Linked DNA regions of Mus musculus: region 1 is linked to region 2. Evidence: chromatin contacts called from public promoter capture Hi-C data. All regions are on one chromosome and are shown on one strand. The core of a region is the stretch at or near the end of the contact, and the rest is flanking DNA. Distances in the headings are between cores, read along the strand shown.

Evidence for each region. Promoter capture Hi-C pulls out the DNA fragments that hold promoters and counts their contacts.
Region 1: a promoter capture Hi-C map of liver shows a contact between it and region 2. The contact joins two enhancer-like sites. A contact is called at or near these places in 4 of 39 promoter capture datasets (the 3T3-L1 cell line, hippocampal neurons and liver), 5 of 484 Hi-C or Micro-C datasets (brown adipocytes, embryonic fibroblasts and liver) and 7 of 115 datasets of contacts at active chromatin or transcription factors (fibro-adipogenic progenitors, heart atrium, hepatocytes and 4 more).

Annotation. Positions count from the first base shown.
Region 1 is chr1:23,253,577-23,260,338 of GRCm38.p6, forward strand. No RefSeq gene overlaps it. Among named protein-coding and RNA genes, the nearest start is that of Mir30a, 15 kb to the right of the region's middle. Within about 2 kb of position 3,340, at least 346 of the 459 cell types and tissues checked have an H3K27ac peak or open chromatin away from gene starts, as enhancers often do. A contact at or near this core is called in hepatocytes, kidney and liver, where this site is marked.
Region 2 is chr1:23,160,813-23,167,305 of GRCm38.p6, forward strand. No RefSeq gene overlaps it. Among named protein-coding and RNA genes, the nearest start is that of Gm30442, 40 kb to the left of the region's middle. Within about 2 kb of position 2,764, at least 9 of the 459 cell types and tissues checked have an H3K27ac peak or open chromatin away from gene starts, as enhancers often do. A contact at or near this core is called in hepatocytes, kidney and liver, where this site is marked.

The DNA.
Region 1 (6,762 bases), core at 2,090-4,589, 93 kb after region 2:
GTTAACAGTTTCATTATGACACAAAGACATATATCTAAAAATTCATGTTACTTTCCTCTTTATAAATTAATCACAAAAGTAATTTAGTTCTTGATTATGTGGGTATAAATTTGACACCACTGCTATAATTCTCATGCAAAGCTATGCACATTAGCAGGCCCAGAGTATATTAATCTATATGTATACGGTAAAATTTTCATGAAATTTTAAAGATTATAAATAGAACAGTATTACATTGGCCATTATGATGCATCTTGATTTTGAGACATAGGTTAAGAACCATCAATAATAAAGAATATTTCTAAAGCTGTCTTATTCATAATTCTTCTCCAAAGACATTCTTGTTTTTTAACACTATTTTTATTTCAAAAGAAGAGGAAGTAGGGGGTTGGGGGGGAAACAGGACAGACCTGTGAGAAGTAATGCTCTAGTTGTTTTTTGAGAGAGACAGGTAAGGAAGGAAGGAGGCAAGAGCAGAGCGACAGGGACAGAGAGATGAGAGAGAATGAGATTGATTCTATGAGTCCACTCTTCCTCCAAATGCAGGGTGACAGGACTCTCCAGAGCAGCTGGGAGGACTGGCTCAACGCTGCTGCAGTACCTAACAGAAGTACCGGGGTTTGGTTTTCTAGAATTTGTAGGAGCTTAATTCCTATCTATTTGAAGAGAAAACTGATGGGTCAAAAAAAAAAAAAATACGTGGATGGAAAAACCATGAAGAGCGAGGAAACGTTCATTGGCTGCCGGTGGGCAAATATTGACAGTGAAGTTGAGAAGAATAACAATATGCTTTAGGCCGCATTGCACTTGGCACTGGATCTTACGGAAAACAAAGTGCTTGACAACTATCTTAGCTGGATTGCACCCAGCGAAGCCAGGAGAGCTGGGCATATTGTTCTCTTGTTACAGAGTTAGCCATTAACCAGTGTGCCCCAAATCGGGCCACAACTTGGATCTTTTTGACAAAAACTAAGTCTTGGATATCATCCTTTCTCTTCAAGGTAGTCACAGTGACTTTCTGTAAAATAAGGGTGGTAACAAAATACTTTTTCTTGTTTGACACACTCTCTCTCTCTCTCTCTCTCTCTCTTTCTCCTTCCTTCCCTCCCCCCTCCCCCATTTGCTTCACTTTACAGATCATTCTTTCAGAGTCATCAAAACAACTTATGTAAAGGCCCAGGTCACATGTACAAATATTTTTAAAAAGCAGTTTATTGTCAAAATTAATAGGGGATGGCAGCTCTTTGAAGTACACAAATAGATAAAAGTTTTATTCTAAATTATGCAAATATGTGTTACAGAATATTTTTTTCATTATCATGTGGTCCACTTTTAGAAAGGAAGTCAATAAAACTATTGACTTCATAGAAAATGAAAATTGAGTAATTCTGGCTGAGGTAGTTTGGATAAAGTGTTTGTCTCAAGTTTGAATCCTCATTCCATAGTTAGTAATGCTGTTTGGGGAGGCTTAGGAAGTGTGGCCCTATTGGAGGAGGTATTTCTCTGGAAGCTGGCTTTAAGAACACAGCGTTCCTTGCTGTTTTGAGTTGCCTTTCTTTCCTTCCCGCTTGGGGCTTAAGATCTGAGTCCTCAGCTTCTGTTCCTGCCACCTGCTACCCCGGCCCCCAACTCTGTCATCATGAACTCTTATCCCAAGTGGAACTGCGAGCCCAAAGTAATCCTCCTGAAAGTTGACTTGGTCCTGGTGGGTTTTCACAGCAAGCACGTACTAGCTATAGAAAATAAGCAAACATCTATGCTGCTTCTATGTAGTGCGACTTTGACCGCCATCTTAAACTAATGCCTTTTATAGGTAGCCAGAGATATCTTACAAATATATCCTCTGTATCTATACGCTTCTATTCAGGTATTTCACTCAAGTCTCACTGAATATAGTTTGTGCGACTTTGTTTTAGAAATAAGATTCTCAACTGGATACTGTGATGAGCTTTTGATGCCAGCACTCAGGAGGCTGAGGGAAGAGGATATTGGGTTAAAGCAGATTGAATTACACAGAAAGGCCCCATCTCAAAACAGCAACATAACAATAAGGTTCACTTTTTAAGTCCTAAATGCAATTTTCCTTTAGGAAAAGAAAAATCATATATGCCACTAATGGTCTGGATTTTTATTAGAACAGAAACTAGCAGGTTTGAGATACCTGGTGCTCTGGCTAATTCTTTAAGAACACAGATGTCCAAGACCGCAGAAAAAGCAATTTGAGTGCTGTCTGCTTATGCATTCCGTTTTCTAATGCGAGACGCCTTACTTAACTTTAAAAATTAATAACGTTGATTAATAATGTTCCAACCTATGTGTGCAGCTCTCTTGCATGAGAGCAGTCTGGGTTTGAGGGCGGAGATCTTGCTGAACCTCACAAGCACACGTCACCTGCCTACAATGAGGGCAGTCAGGCTCCAGACCTGCCCAGGCCTACTCCCTCGCGACGCTGCCCGGCCCGACTGGACTTGCTCTGGGCGGCAGGATCAGGTCCCACCTCTGGGCTCTGAGCGGTTCGCTCTTCGAGGATCAGGGCGGGTGTGTAGCCGGAGTCGCTTCCTATTGGCCGACTTGCCGGGCGTCCGGACATCTGATTGGACGGCCCCGCCTCCCCACGGGCTGAGCTCATTGGACGGCGCCAGCCGAGGGGGCGGGGCGCGTTCCCCCCGGGTTCTTGAGCGAGCGCGCCGGGCCGCTGAGCCGGGCTGAGGCGCGGGAGCGGGGCTGCGCGGCGGGCTGCGGAGGTAGGGAGCGCGGCGGGCGGCGCGGGTGGTGAGGGCGGCGGGCCCGCGGCTGGCTGCTCGTGCCCCGCGAGCGCCCCGGGCAAGAAGAGCTCGCCGCAGTCCTTGGCGGGCGGGGACGGAGCTGCGGGCGCGCCCAGCCCTCCACTGTCCTGTCAGCCGCGGCCACCACACACACGCACACACAGACACACACATTCACACACGCGCGCGCACACACACACACACACACACACACACACACATACACACACACACACAAAGAGCGCGGCGGCGGTGCGGGGAGGCTCGCCCGGGCCCGCAGCGCTCAGGCCGCGGAGACAATGCGGCGGGCCGGACTCCGCGACGTGCGAGCCGGGAAAAGTTTGAGGCTTCTCCTCAGGCTGGGCCGAGCCGGGCCGCGGCTTTGGGGAGCCGGCTTCGGGACGGGGCCCGCGAGCTCGAGCGCCTGCGCGGCCCGAGGCGTGAGGAGAGCCTTTAATACTTTTTTTTGGAGCGGGCGGGGAGAACAAATACAAGTGCGGTCGGGCGAGAGGCGCTGGCGTGCCGCTGACGCGGGGACGGTATCCGTGGGAACCTCTCGGGGGCGAAGGCTGTCCGGGGCCTGGCGGGGGCGGGGTGGAGAGGTTAGAAGGTCGCAGAGCTGCGCTGCTTGCGACTGGCTCTGCTTGACCTTGGACCAATGATTTAACCGCTTAGATCACCTCGTGGGTGATCTCGGAGGCGACAGCCGCTCGAGTCTTGTAGCTTTGAAATGTGTCTCCGATGGAGATTTTTTTTTTTCTTTTCTTTTCTTTTTTCTCCAAGCCTCGTTGTGGTGCGGGAGTTGTGAAATGGTAGGCCGGGATATATTTATATGCACCCGGGACTCACCCTTCAGCCTTTCTCAGAAGTAACTTTTAAGTCGGGTGGCTTAAACACACCGATCCTTCCAGAGTGCAAAATAAGGTATCCATTACTTTATTTGCAATTCTTAAGACTGGTCTAGATACCCTGTTCGAAGTCCTTGAAGTCCTAGGGCCAGGACAGAACCAATCCTGAGGGTGAAGTGGCAGGTGCCCCCAGCAAGCCCTTCTCCAGGCATTTTGGAGAAGCGTGAAGTATTTATTATGCAAAGGAGAGCATAAACCAGGGCAGGCGTTTGTGTTTATGGCGTTGGTTTCTGTATCACTGGTTTCTACTGAAAAGTTTTGTTGAAGGGTGAGGTGTTGGTGGGGAGGGGTCTCCGGTGACAAGAGAAGGAGAAGAAAACTTTATTTGTAATCCAAGTAAATCTTAAAAGTAATGTTAAGTCTCCCTTGCGGGCAGGCACGGTAGCAATGCTAGTACATCTTGATCTAATTTTAATGAAGGATTGAAAATAGCCACCGTGTTCATATCACTGACGCCAAGTCAGCTCACTTACATAATCATCTTTGTTGAGATGTGTTAGTGCTGTGTATAATTTCAAAGAATAATTACAAAGTTTGTTCTGACACTGTCGTTGAACTATTATCATTTGAGATATGTAAAATAATGAAATCTTAACTTTTGGTTATCAGATAACCTACATTTTTCCATCAAAGTAAAACCAAACCTTGCTATGAACAGAACTCATGTAAATACTGCATATATATGTTATGGCAATGTATAAAGAATGTATTGGCTCTGTATGTACATGTTCAAGTACCACAGTTTTCTCACTTTGTGAGAGTGCCGCTTTTATAGCAGGTGCTCCGCTGGCTATTTTCTCCCCACCATGGAGCTTAGAAGCTTATAAACAATGCAAGTTTGTAAGTTAGATATTCAGCATATATTTGCTCACAAAAAATATCCAGTGCCCAGATAAAAATAATAAAAAGTCCACTCCACCCATTCTTAAAAAGAATTATTACCATGCTTTTCTGGAAAGAAGGGAGAGATAGCAAAGAAAAAATTTACAGAAAAATTCTTGTATCTAGCCTGAAAGTTTATGGCTTAAAATAGGAATGCATATTTAAAGACAAAGACAACTGGCAGTGTTTCTAGGAGAATGATAACAACGTTGAATTAACATAATACACTTCATGACCTAGTTTTATTTGAACATGAGCCATTGAAGAGGTGTGTTTCTTAAATAATCAGTGGCTGTTTGCATTGATTGGATGTCTAATTAAATGTTGTAATCATAACTATAATATTTCACTTGAGTGCTGCCTCATTTTTAAATTCATTTAGAAAATAACAGGAAAGCTTTCAATTTATTTGTAAGAAGGAATATTTTTAAAATCAAGTAAATACTCAGTGAGAAAAAAAATCTCAAATCTTATACCAAATGTAAATTAAACATCAAAAATAGCATCTTGCCAAAGTCTGTGCCCTAGACAAGCACTGGATGTGGAAAAGATCCATTGTGGACTATAGTTGAGACTTGCTTTGTAGCATCAGGAGAATACTAAGGTCTTAACACTGGGAGCTGGAACACTTACTGTAGAATTTGTGTTCTTTAGTCAGGTTTCCTAGTTGTGCAGCAGTGTCAGAGTTGGGAACAGTATATCTCAGGGTGTGCTCTTTATAGACAGGTTTCAAGGTGCACTTGCAGAACTTGTAAAACATCACACTATTGAGTATCTCAAATTAGATTGTTTGTGAATGGAACCTGAATCTGTATTCAGAAACTCCTTTCAGTTTGAGAGCTGGTCACATAAAATTGTAAGAATTAGTGTTTTAAGATAGTTTCTCAGATGCACAGTGCTTAACCATTTCCCTTGACTCCAGACATGGTCTCATCCCTCATCTACTGTCTTTGCAAGTCAACCAAGTTAAAGCCTGTTAGAGAATAACTAGAGCTCCCATGCTTCCTTTCAGTCCTGTTTGTGGGAATAACCTAGTGCTTACCATGTTAGCTAAATTCCAGGTTAGAGATTGAGAATAGCCCCTGGGATGGCAGCCTGAGAGACCATGATGAGGATGCTCAATGGAGAGCTGCCCATTTAACCTTTTAACACTCAACATTAGATGATTTGGGTAAAAATGCTGATACTTTGGCAGACAAGTATGTGGCTGCATCCATGTATCCTGCCTTCTACTGTCACAGATATTTGTTGACAAATTTCTGTAAGGGCTTCTGTAAGCTCTATATTACAAATGTCCCCTGACTTGTGAGGATTTTTGTGTTTATTGAAAAAAAAATTAGGGTGTGAAAGAGAAGTTGAAAGAATAGGCTGAATACTCTACCAGACCTGATCCCAATCATGACATTTACTGGCAGGTGATGTCAGATGCATCCTTGCCTGACCTCCTGTGCCTTAGCTGCTTTACCACAAAGATGGGGATAATAGTGCCTGTCTCATAGGAGTTGTTTTGAAAATTATGCAAGATTATACATCAAAATACCATGTGCAAATAAATGAGCACATTGTATCTATTCAGTAGATGTAATTTTTAATTGTAATCCTTTTAATTTTCCCTTTTAGCCCTGGAAAGTCATTGAAGAAGGAAAAGAGGAAGCACACTGGATGAGTTAAGTAGAGCTGAGCACATGGAAGGTCACATTAGGAAGTAGGAAATTGTTGAGCAGCGGGCAAATGGTTAGGAGGAAGATGGAGGTTGCAGTGCCAGCTATTAACTTGGGTTTCATGGTAGCTTCCTGGCTCAGGTGCTTTCTCTATCCTCATCCCCCTTTGTACCATCGTATTTTAGCACTTAATTATATACTTTCTTGAATCCCTTTGCAAAGCACTGATTATGTGGTCTGTCTCAGTCTTTGAATCCTGGCTTTATATTTTAATTTAGTATTACTGATTCTGAACTTTCTGGGCTTAGGGGTAGCAGCTGTTTTTCTTCTCATGGGGAGGTGGAGAGGGTCTAGCTCTTAGAATTATTGAAAGGATTAGGTTTCTGCCTATGATGCTAGGAATGGATACAGAATTCAGCTTCAGATTTGCTTTCTCATACAGGCATTTGTCAGTAAAGAACAGGAGTTCTGGCCAAAGAGGTTCCTACTTAGAGACTTATGACACTACCTGTGCTTAGTATTTAGATTTGTCAAAGTACTTTCTCT
Region 2 (6,493 bases), core at 1,514-4,013:
AGACTTCATTAATAGGCTACAAGCAGTATAACAGTAAAGACCTCTAGTTGATCTGACAGAGCAAGATGCCAAGCGGAACATTCCCTCTTTCCCTCTTATTTTAACCATTGCACAATACACTACAACAATAATAAAATTAAATCTAAACTCACAGTCAGAGTTGGTGACAGGAAGTGAATGGAAAGCCTTAGTAAAATATTGGATGTTTTCAGGATGGTTGGTGACACCACCCAGGAAGCTCACTGGAGGCAGGATCTGAACACCTGACACAAATCAGAGAATGAGGAAGCTGGCCTATGAGCATGACAGGGATGGGGAAAGCTGCCCCACTAGAACCCTAACCAGCTTGGACAGCACTATAATGTCCCAGAGCTGGAGTAGAAAATAGGTACCCATGCACGGTAAGAATTCATACCTGAGTCTCACACACTGTCTGAAGTTAAGCAATGCGTATGATACAAACCATCCTTGTGAGAAACTGGTTTGAAAACTCAACGTTGAAAATCCAGATGTTGCCAACACAAGTCATTCTAAGTTTCACATGCAAGCCATAACAGAGACCTCAACACACATGGTCGAGTGGACCAGCAGCAGAGAGTCTGATGAGAAAATCATATTGGTGAAACAGATGCAAATAGTTCTAACAAGAGTAAAATTAACAATGAATGCACAGTCAAACCTGAAAGACCAGGGTAGTGGTAAAAAATAAAATAAAATCTCCTGTGGCCACTTGCCTTATCTTTCTTAAATGAATTAGGCCTCACAGCCGAAACTGAGTGGCCCAAGAAAGTGTAGAACAAGAGAAGCAAAAACCGAAGCTCATCTCCTTAAAAGCTCTAGTCAGTCTCTGAGGCACATATTGATAGGACAAATAGAAAGAAAATGGCAGAGAAGAATAAGCTGACATCCAAGCTGCCAATCACTGAACTGAGGGGACTATGGGATTTACATTAGGTCAGTCTATTGTCTGTGAAAACAGAAATGTTAACAGTCTTTGAAGCAATATAACAGAGCCCAGAGTCTACACAGCATAGTGACCATAGTCTCCATAATCTGGTCTAAAATTATTCAACAAGGAGTCTAGAAAGTGTGTATTACTGCTAAGAGAAAAGACAAAGAAATGTCAACTCTGAGATCTCCCGGGCATAGGAATTATCTGGAATAGACTGTAGAGAATGTTTGGTCTTCATAACAATGCAAGTGACAGAGGAAAGAGTCGGTGAACTCAAATACAAATCACAAAAATCAGGAGGAAAAAGAAAAGGAGAAGGAAAGAGGAAAAGAATATATAACAAAGAGAAGGAAGGGAGGAAAGAGATTTTCCTTTGGAAAGGAAGTCTTCAGAGATCTGTAGAATGATGCCAACGTCTGCATGGAAAACCGTAGTCCTGGAAAGGATGTAACAAATGAAGCATAAAACAGAAACTATGTGGAGATATCATCAGAAAGCATAACATTAAGGAAACCTATAAATTTGCACATCCAAGAAACTTAGGGAGGTCCACACATGATCAATCAGAACATAGCACATCACAATCACACAACTGAAAAATAAAACGCATGCACATCATTAATTAAACAGAGGAAAATGTCTTATACGCAGGAAAGTGATTTGCTTTATAACAGAAACCACAAAGGAAAGAAAAAAAGAAAATACTATCCTTAATTTATTTAAAGTGAGTACACTATTAATTTAGAATTCTAGAGTCAGCAAGAATAAGGTAAAACAAAGATGTTCTTTAAAAACAAAAAACAAAAACTCAAAACTCACTGCCTCTGAATATATACAAAAGGAATACTAGCAACAATTCATTAGACTTAAGGGAAATTACAACATGAGAGACATCTTAGACCATTACACAAAGCATAGTACTAAACACAAAATGAAAGAATTCTGTACATGTGTTGTGAATAGTAAGGTTAGAAACTAGAAAGACCAAATTTATCAGTAAAAGAGTACTTTGGCCCAAGCGATAGAAAACTAAAAGAAAAGTCACTGGAATCTGAAAGCTACAAAATATCATGGGGGAACTGATTGGAATTTATGGAATGTTACAGACAGAAATTATTTCCATTTAAGACACAAAATGTTACACACTCCGTTAATCCATTTGTTATGCAAAACAACAAGAAAAAAAACACAGCAAACAGGTCGGGGGAGGGGCAGCGAACAAACACCTAGGAGCACTGCAACTCTTTCAGGAGTGATGAGAACAAACATACAGTGAAACCATTGTGATTGCGATTCACTATGTCTCTATCTTGACTAATTGAGTGATTCACCTAATGAGCATTTTGATGCACATTCAGCATTTAACGAAGAATATTCATGTTATTCATTAGAAGTCTGAAACCTGAAAAAATTAGACCAGGGTTCTCTTGTTTATTTGTTTTAAATTACCTTCTTAAGTTGCTTATATTTCATTGTAATAATGACCACTATAATTTTTACAAAGTCAGCAAATTAATTTGGAAAGTAAATTGATATTGAAGAAATGAGAATAGCATGAGGACCTGTTTTTATAAGGCTAAAAGCTGAATAAAATACACATAAAATCTGGATGCTTCTTATGTCATTATAAAGTCTATCAAAAATTTTCAGTATGTCTTAAGTGTGGAATATCAGAAAAGGGGAAGAACGTTTACAAAAGAGAAAAATCTGCATAAATACAAAACAAAAACTCAGGGGGTGGAGGGTGCATGTACTTTGTCCTCACACATTCCTGAACCCTGCCTTCCTGAATGGCAGCTACCACAATCCATGGAGCAAATCTGTGCAAATATGTACAAAGATTTTCCATTAACCCAGGTTAAGTTTTCCCTTCACTGAAGCCAAGGAGAACCAATGACGGCTTCCAAAGGAAGGGAAATGACCTTGCAAAATAGATTATTTCAGCATACAAAACACTACATTAAATACGTGTCCAATCCATAGTTTTATTAAACTAACCAACAAACGAACCAAGAAAGGGTTGCTTTCCAGTATTGCTCAAGGTATACGTCATCAATAGATTGACATTGCATCAGCCTGCCTCACCCTTTAAGCCAAATTCAGAGGGATTTGGTTTAAGTTTTCTGAAAAGATAGGCAAGTCACATATTATCATTTTGCAGAAGAGTTTTGTATTTCAGAGTGTATATTGACGCCTGTGCACATACAGAGGAACACACAATTCTCTAGGTTACAAATCTTGTGTGAGATTTTGCCTCTCAGCCCCTCCCAAAACTAAAGCACACTCATTTTTCTATTATCACTATCATCTGCCATCTAAATCCCTATCATGTCTATTTAAAGGCTTAGTGAAGTATTTCTGTGGCAGTTTGCCCAGGGAGTGGCACTATTAGGAGGCATGGCCTTGTGGGGGAAATGTGTCACTGTGGGAGTGGGCAATGAGACCCTCTCTTAGCTGCCTGGGAGACAGACTCTCCTGGCTGAAGTTGGATCAAGGTGTAGAAGTCTCAACACTTCCAGAACCTTGTCTGTCTGCACACTGCCATGCTTCCCACCATGATGATAATGAACTGAACCTCTGAAACTGTAAGCCAGTCCTACTTAAATGTTGTTCTTTGTAACTATTGCCTGGTCATCATTTCTATTCACAGCAATGGAAGCCCTAACAAAGAAAATCCTTATCATCTCTATTTAAAGGTTTACTATTGAAAAAATATGAGAAAAAAATAAGAAATATAAAGTCTGAGGAGGGGCAAATTGGAGGTCAGACTCAGTGGCAAATGCCGAGAATATAAAGCTTAGCATCTAAGACATGCTGAAAATTTTTGATGGGCCTTATTAATATTTACAAATAATGTCATAATTAACATCTAGATTTTAAGTGATTTTTATTCAGTTTTATTTTATTTATTTTATTTTATTATAGAACATGATTTTAATATTTTCAACTGTCAATATTCAACATACAAAATAATTATTTTAAGATATATTTTGCAGTTATGTCTCCCTTTTCATTTCTGATTTTATTAATTTGGATACTGTCTCTGTGCCCTCTGATTAATCTGACTAAGGATTTATCTATCTTGTTGATTCTTTGTATAGTTCTTTTTGTTTCTATTTGGTTGTTTTCAGCCCTGAGTTTGATTATTTCCTGCCATCTACTCTCTTCTTGGTTGTATCTGCTTCTTTTTCTAGAGCTTTCAGGTGTGCAGTCAAGCTGCTAGTGTACGCTCACTTCAGTTTCTTTTGGGAGGCACTCAGAGCTATGAGTTTTCCTCTTACCACTGATTTCATTGTGTCTCATAAGTTTTGATATGATGTGTCTTCATTTTCATTAAATTCTAAAAAGCCTTCAATTTCTTTCTTTATTTCTTTGTTGACCAACTTATCATTGAGTAGAGAATTGTTCAGTTTTCATATGTATGTGTGCTTTCTGTTGTTTTTGTTGGTATTTAAGTCCACCCTTAGTCCGTTGTGATCTGATAGATTACATGGGATTATTTCAATCTTCTTGTATCTGTTGATGCCTCTTTTACGACCAATTATATGGTAAATTTTGGAGAAAGTAGCATGAGGTGCTGAGAAGAACAAATATTCTTTTGATTTAAAATGAAATGTCCTATAAATATCTGTTAGACTCATTTGGTTCATAACTTCTGTTAGTTTCACTTTGTTTCTCTTTAGTTTCTGTTTCCATGATCTGTCCATTGATGAGAGTGGGGTGTTGAAGTTTCCCACTATTATTGTATGGGTGTGATATATGCTTTGAGCTTTAGTTAAGCTTCTTTTATGAATGCAGATGCCCTTGCATTTGGAGCATACATGTTCAGAATTGAGAGTTCATCTTGGCAGATTTTTCCGTTGACCAGTATGAAGTGTCCATCCTTATTTTTGTTTTTTATAACTTTTGGTTGAAAGTTGATTTTATTCAATATTAGAATGGCTATTCCAGCTTGTTTCTTGGAACAGTTTCCTTGGAAAATTGTTTCTAACCTTTTACTCTGAGGTAGTGTCTGTCTTTGTCACTGAGGTGTGTTTCCTGTATGCAGCAAAACGCTGGGTCCTTTTTATGTATCTAGTCTGTTAGTCTATGTCTTTTTTATTGGGGAATTGAGTCCATTGATGTTAAGAGATATTAAGGAGCCAGGTGGTGGTGGTGCACGCCTTTAATCCCAGCACTTGGGAGGCAGAGGCAGGTGGATTTCTGAGTTCCAGGACAGCCTGGTCTACAAAGTGAGTTCCAGGACAGCCAGGGCTACACAGAGAAACCCTGTCTCAAAAAACCAAAAGAGAGAGAGAGAGAGAGAGAGAGAGAGAGAGAGAGAGAGAGAGAGAGAGAGAGAGAGGAGAGAGAGAGAGAGAGAGAGAGAGAGAGAGAGAGAGAGAGAGAGATTAAGGAAAAGTGATTATTATTTCCTGTCATTTTTGTTGTTAGAGGTGGAATTATGTTTGTATGGCTATCTTTGTTTGGTTTTGTTGAAAGATTACTTTCTTGCTATTTTCTAGGGTGTACTTTCCCTCCTTGTGTTGGTATTTTCCACCTACTATCCTTCATAGGACTGGATTTATGGAAAGATATTGTGTAAATTTGGTTTTGTCATGGAATATCTTGTTTTCTCTGTCTATGGTAATTGAGAGTTTGGCTGGGTATATTAGCCTGGGCTGGCATTTATGTTCTCTTAGGGTCTGTATGACTTCTGTCCAGGATCTTCTGGCTTTCATAGTCCCTGGTGAGAAGTCTGGTGTAATTCTGATAGGTCTGCCTTTATATGATACTTGACCTTTTTCCCTTGCTGCTTTTAATATTCTTTCTTTGTTTAGTGCATTTGCTGTTCTGATTATTATGTGATGGGAGGAATTCTTTTCTGGTCCAGTCTATTTGAGGTTCTGTAGGCTTCTTGTATGTTCATGGGCAACTCTTTCTTTAGGTTTGGGAAGTTTTCTTCTATAATTTTGTTGAAGATATTTACTGGCTGATGGGAATCTTCCCTCTCTTCTATATCTATTATCCTTAGGCTTGGTTTTCTCATTGTGTCTTGGATTTCCTGGATGTTTTGGGTTAGGATCTTTTTGTTTTTTTGTGTGTTTTCTTTGACTGTTGTGTCAATGTTTTCTATGGTATCTTCTGCACCTCAGATTCTCTCTTCTATCTATTAAATTCTGTTGGTGATGCTTCCATCTATGACTCCTGATCTCTTTCCTAGGTTTTCTAACTCCAGGGTTGTCTCCTTTTTTGATTTCTTTATTGTTTCTGTTTCCACTTTTAGGTCTTGGATGTTTGTGTTCATTTCCTTCACCTGTTTGACTGTGTTTTCCTATAATTCTTTAAGGGTTTTTTGTGTTTTCTCTTTAAGGGCTTCTATCTGTTTACCTGTGTTCTCATGTATTTCTTTAAGGGAGTTATTTATGTCCTTCTTAAAGTCATGGTGGTGCACACCTTTAATTTCAGCACTTGGGACACAGAGGCAGGTGGATTTCTGAGTCCAGGCCAGCCTGGTCTACAGCGTGAGTTCCAGGACAGCAAGGCCTACACAGAGAAACC